Linked DNA regions of Zea mays: region 1 is linked to region 2. The links are chromatin contacts, called in public Hi-C maps. All regions are on one chromosome and are shown on one strand. The core of a region is the stretch at or near the end of the contact, and the rest is flanking DNA. Distances in the headings are between cores, read along the strand shown.

What was found. A called contact is a pair of places that touch in the nucleus more often than the background predicts.
Region 1: a contact with region 2 is called in a Hi-C map of bundle sheath, with 2.0 times the contacts expected there. The contact joins the enhancer-like site here to the promoter of LOC100191417 in region 2. A contact is called at or near these places in 2 of 25 Hi-C or Micro-C datasets (bundle sheath and tassel).

Annotation. Positions count from the first base shown.
Region 1 is chr6:157,849,898-157,852,868 of Zm-B73-REFERENCE-NAM-5.0, forward strand. No RefSeq gene overlaps it. Among protein-coding and RNA genes, the nearest start is that of LOC103631519, 5.3 kb to the right of the region's middle. Within about 2 kb of position 1,659, at least 19 of the 20 cell types and tissues checked have an H3K27ac peak or open chromatin away from gene starts, as enhancers often do. A contact at or near this core is called in bundle sheath and tassel, where this site is marked.
Region 2 is chr6:157,594,934-157,597,810 of Zm-B73-REFERENCE-NAM-5.0, forward strand. LOC100191417 (Pentatricopeptide repeat-containing protein) reads left to right here and starts at 1,508. Exons shown (of 1, transcript NM_001136851.2): 1 at 1,508-2,877. The coding sequence starts at 1,601. The coding sequence ends at 2,806. LOC103631518 (auxin-responsive protein IAA1) reads right to left here and starts at 918. Exons shown (of 1, transcript XM_008652412.2): 1 at 397-918. The coding sequence starts at 849. The coding sequence ends at 397.

The DNA of each region.
Region 1 (2,971 bases), core at 409-2,908, 260 kb after region 2:
GACGCCACAACGTGGAGTAGGCAAGTGTTGGATTTGGCCGAACCACGGGATAAACCACTGTGCCATCTCTGTGTTGATCTCTTTGTGATTATCGTGTTGTGCAAGCTCTCCTCTCTAGCCACTTGGCTTAATTGTGCTAACTCCTAATCAAGTTTTGTGGATTAAGTTTCAAGTTTTTACAGGATCACCTATTCACCCCCCTCTAGGTGCTCTCAAAAACAACTAAGCATAATGTTCTACTGGTTATACGGCTTCACCCAGTGTCTGTTACCCTTACATTTTTTTCCATCCGTGTGTGGGTTCGAACCCCACTTTCTGCACCGCTTTTGCACATTTTACGATGACTTAACCAAATGGACCGATGGTCTAACGGGCCGGCCCGACACGGTCAGCGTTTGGGCATCTATATGTGGAGGTTTGGTTTAAGACGTGGAGGTTGGTTGCGCGGAGGGGATGAATGTATTTGAAATAGATGTGATGATTTATTTGTAAAAAAAAAGATGACGCAGAACGATCATTGAAACTGGTGGTTTAATAGATATAGAGATATATATGTCATAACAACTATGCATATCATCCTGGTTGCGGAGACAAAACTGACCGGCTTGTACCTTACTGTCCTAAACCTCAATTAAAATGAAACGATCGAGCTCAACCTGCCAACTGACAGACACCCGGCCGTATAGGTTTGGCTTGTTGCCCATACCGCATGGATCAGCTGTGCTAGCCAAGCGGTCATCTACATTCAGGGTTAGGCAGGTCGGTCGGTCGTCAGATAACCGGACCTTTGTCTGGTCCGACCGTCCCACCAGGTATTCAGGAGAAAAAGATGATGTCTATGACTCATGTGGCAGCTATCTTAGATTTATTATTATTCAATAGTGTGTCAAATCTTATCTCGAAATGCTGAAGAACTCAACATGGGATCCGATCATGTTCTACTGGTGGCAAGGCATTATATACTGGTTGTCATGATTTGTGATCTGACCGTCTGAGTAGGACACCCCGACCAATATTTTCTGACTATTTAAACTATGAATGAATGCCGTCGAGTAGTTCAGATCGATCCGTCACCTGAGTTCGAATATTCAACATCCGGTATTGTATCACTATCGAAAATACTTAAATACTGCTCTCTCCATTCTTTTTTTAATTGTTGTATCTTAGTTTAAAAATAAACTAGCGAACGACAAATATTCGAGAACGGAGTCTATGATATTGATGTACTTTCATAGCTAATACTACCGTATTATATCTAAATCTAAATAGAAAAATAAAAACAAATATAATAATGATGGTATCCTTACGGTTACGGTATCAAACCCGTTTGCAACCCTATGAAGCAATCATTCAACAATTATGCATAACCGAGGAGGTGCTGAGTGCATGACCAAATTAGATTTGCTGCTAAAGGCATCATCAGTTACTGGTACTATCACTCAGTCGGTGTGCGTGACGGCATGTGCGCGACAGCGACCAAGGGCACCAAGCAAGCAGTACCGGCATGCAGGAAGGCTGGTGCGCTGGTCCGTTTGCTGTCATCCCGATCCGCCGGTGCCGTCGTCCCGTTCACAAGCTCAGGCGCTCTCACCCATCAATCATTAGAACCGGACACGCGCCTACTTCACCTTTACAAGTGTACGTACACAGGACGAGCGTCACGGGCCGGCGGTGTGGTGCGCTCGGGTGGTCTGGTCTGGTCTGGTCGCCGCTGGTGCGCGCCGGTCCCATCCCGATCGGACACCGGGACCTTCCCGCTTTTCCGGCGCGACTGCCGGACGTGGCAGATTCGGCGCGCACGGACCTGCTTGGTGTCTTTCCGCTGGTCCCGAGGCTCGCCCCTGGATCCAGCGCCGGCCTTGATCGAGGGGACGAGACCATACGGGCGGTGCACGCCGAATCCTCCGCATGTTGATCGCGCCGTGCGGACGCGACGAGACGTCGGTGTCGCTCGTTGCGCTCGTGTGTGTGCGCGTCAAGCTGGACCGGGACTAAAATTTGTGGCGTTCCGCCGTGTGACCTGGCTCACCGCTTCCGTGGTCGCGATCGGCCGGACGGGGCCCTAGCCCGACACCGGCGCTGCTGCCCTTTTTTCTTTTTTACTTTCATAGAAAGAAATCGCATTCCCGTCCCGTGCAATGCAACGCGATAAGATGAAGACGTAGGTTGCCAGGTTGCTAAACGTTCGTGTAAAACCAGAACAAAATTGTCTTCATTTCTATTTTGATTCACACTTTCTATAAAATTTATTTAGAAGCTATAGATCATTCTATAATGATAATGACATACATGATATGCTTTTATATATATCACTAGGTGAATGCCCGTGCGTTGCAACGGGACCACTACATTGCAACCTTTAATATCATACAAACTTTTATATATGATAGTACAATACTTGCACATTGCTACGGTTTGTATATATCATGAGAGCTACATGTTAGATCAAGGACACACATAATCGAGAGGTGAACCCGTCGTTTGGGTCGTCGTCGAGCCCGCCACCGACGCGCCCGCCACCGCCGAGGTGCTCCGCAGCACCGGCGTCATGTACATGCACCTCGCCTTCAAGCCCGAGGACAACTTCAACGCCGCCGACGCCGAGGCTCACGTGCAGCAGAACGCCGAGCTCGCGCACGTTGAGAAGCACCGACTCACCGGTGTCCTGCACTTCGCCGACATCTAGAGCTGCACTTCGCCGGCGTCCTGCACTTCGCCAAAAAATCAAGACTTGATCATTGATAAACCAACATGGAAGATAGTTTGTTTTGACACCCACATCTAGAGCTGTTGTTCACTGAATTAGTTTAAAACAAATTTTGATATAAAATGGAAATAATACTGACCAGGCATGGCTAATCGTGAACGGTTAGAAAAACGTTGCCTCTGAGATCCAATTTGAGATGTTCGGTTATTCTGATCAATGCGCTTATTAGATTTCAATCGCTGTTTCTTTGCAGAAAGTAGCCGT
Region 2 (2,877 bases), core at 258-2,757:
TGTAACGCCTTAAAAAACACTTTTACTCTGGTAGATTTTGGAATGTAAAATATCTCATTTTAGAGTTTGTACGGAAGATAGACTAGTTTTTAAAATAAAACTTAGGCCTCGAACAGCGAGCCCCGCCACGCTCTCAGCCCAGTGAGTTATTTGAGTTTGTAACAATCTCGTCGCGCGGCTTCGCCACTATATTACTCCGCAGCTGCGCATCGCCAATTTGGTATTATGCAGCACATATCCGCGCCATATTGGGACTGTTGTTCTCCCCTGCTCTGTTACCGTGTGTTTTCTTGCGGTTGATGAAGTTTATGTACCCCTTCGTCCTAATCTACCCCTAGCCGTTTGAGTCCATTCTCTATTGCGACTACTCATCTATTGCCCACGCCGCCGTCTGCCTTAAGGTGACCACGCCGGCGTCTGCCACCAGGTGCCAGCGCCGCTGTCTGCCAACATCTGCCCGCGCCGCCGTCTGCCAGCAGGAGCCCGCGACCCCGTCTGCCAGCAGCAGGTGCCCGCGCCGCCGTCTGTAACCTCGTCTGCACTGCCACCCGCCTGGAGGTCCACCTTCCGCAGGTAGGCCGCGCCGTCGACGACCACCTTCACGAAATTGGCTGCGCGGCTGGCCTTGCTGGAGTCGGCGAGCGCGTTCTTGCGGTACGACCTCACCGGCGGCCACCCCACCACCCGCGCCTTGGGTGACGGCGCAGCGTCGGAGGGCGCGGCGAGCGAGGAGGAACGGTCGGAGTCGGAGCCCGGGAGGCGGAGGGTGAGGGCGAGCGTGGTGTCCTCGTAGCCGAGCCTGGAGGCCGCGGACGACTCGGTGGAGCTCCGCTCCGTATCCACCGACATGGCCGGCGGCGGCGTGCAGCGTGCTGGGCTCCGAGCTCGGCGGCTTCCGCTCTGACTCTGTGGGCGAGGGAGGCCTGAGAGAGGGAGGAAGGGCGAAGGGGAAGGAGCTGTGCTCCACCCACAAAGAGGAGGCTGCTCGGATGGGGAGGAACGAGGAAGAGAAGGGGCCTCGGCTGTAGCAGGGAAGGGGCGCCTGTTTGCCGGCTTGAGGGAGCAAGGGGCCAAGCTAGGAGCCGAGGCCATGGGGCGAGCTCACCTGCTCGAGCTCGGACCAGAGGAGGGCAGCGCCTGCCAAGGGAGAAGTGGAGGTCGGCCATGACCAAGGTCGCAGGGGCTCCCTGGAGATCCAGCTGGTGGAGCTCGCCTGGGGGAAGATGATAGGAGGAGCAGGGGAGGGGCTGCTTGCGTCGTGGTTACGGCAGGGACAAACTTGACTTTTACCATAGTTCATAGACGGTAACAGAGCTCGGGAGAATAACAGTCCTAATATGACGTAGATATGTGCTGCATAATACTAAATTGGCGATGCGCAGCCGCGGAGTAATATAGTGGCGAAGCCGCGGGACGAGATTGTTACACACTCAAATAACTCCAGCCCAGTCGCAATTCGCAGATAGGTCCACGTCCACTTCTCGTCGCTAAACGCGTAGGCGTAGGCGGCGTAGCTCACCTCCCTGCCGCGCGGCAGGCGAGACGGCGGTCCCTGGTGCGTTGCAAGCAGCACCCAGCAGGCAATCGCTAACAGCGCCGGATGCCGCCTGGCCCCGCTACCACGCTTGCCTCCTTGAACTCCCTCCTCGCGTCGCTTGCGCGCTCCGGCCGCCCTGCGCAAGCGCTCTGCACGTTCCGGGACATGCTCGCGCGGGGCATCCCGCCGGACCACTTCACCCTGCCACCCGTGCTCCGCTCCTGCACTCTCACTGGCGCCGCGGGCCTAGCTTCCACCTCCCACGCGCTCGCCGTCAAACTCGGGGCCCAGGAAAACCTTTTCGTGGCGTCTGCGCTCGTCCTTTGTTACGCTGGCCTGTCGAACCTCCCCGACGCGCGGAGGCTGTTCGATGGAATGCGCGAGCGGGATGCTGTCCTCTGGACTTCTATGCTGTCCGCCTACGCGCAGGGTGGGGAACCGGACGCGGCTATGCGGTTCTTTGGTAGCATGGTGGCAGCAGGGATGGAGCTGGATGCGGTGGTCATGATCAGCCTGCTGCTCGCTTGTGGACAGCTTGGGTGGCGCCGCCATGGAAGGAGTGTGCACGGCTGCTGTATCCGGAGGTTCCTAGGGATGCCATTGCCCCTTGGGAACGCACTTGTGGACATGTACGTCAAGTGTGGGGACTTTGCATTCGCCCAGAGGGTGTTTGTTGGGATGCCTAGGCGGGATGTTATCTCGTGGAGTGCGCTGATCCTTGGTCATGGTTTGAATGGGCGTTCTGATGTTGCATTGGGACTCTTCGATAGAATGTCAGCCGAAGGAATCCGACCGAACTCAGTCACTTTTCTTGGGGCATTGTCAGCTTGTGCACATTCTGGCATGGTGGACAAAGGATATGCTATCTTCAAGGGGATGAAACTGTCGGGCATTGAGCCTGAACTGAAACATTACTCTTGTATGGCTGACATGCTTGGGAGAGCAGGGCATGTTGTCGAGGCTATGAAGCTCATAGAGGAAATGCCTTGTGAGCCCGACGAGGCCATGCTTGGAGGTGTACTTGCAGCCTGCCGAGTGCATGGAGAAATGGAGTCTGCTGAATGGGTTTCCAAGAGATTGATGGGCATGTCTCCTGGAAAGAGCGGCTACTATATGAGCTTGGCAAACATATATTCAGATGCTGGGAGGTATAGTGACGCAGAGACAATAAGAGGATTCATGAAAGAACTTAAAGTCAACAAGCTTCCTGGATATAGTTCAGTTGAATTAGATGCTGATAGATTCCACATACTGGGCAATAGAGTCTGAAGTGTTTGATCAAAATCTACTCTGTTGGGGCACACACTTCACTGCAGTACATGCATTAAATTGATGGGTAA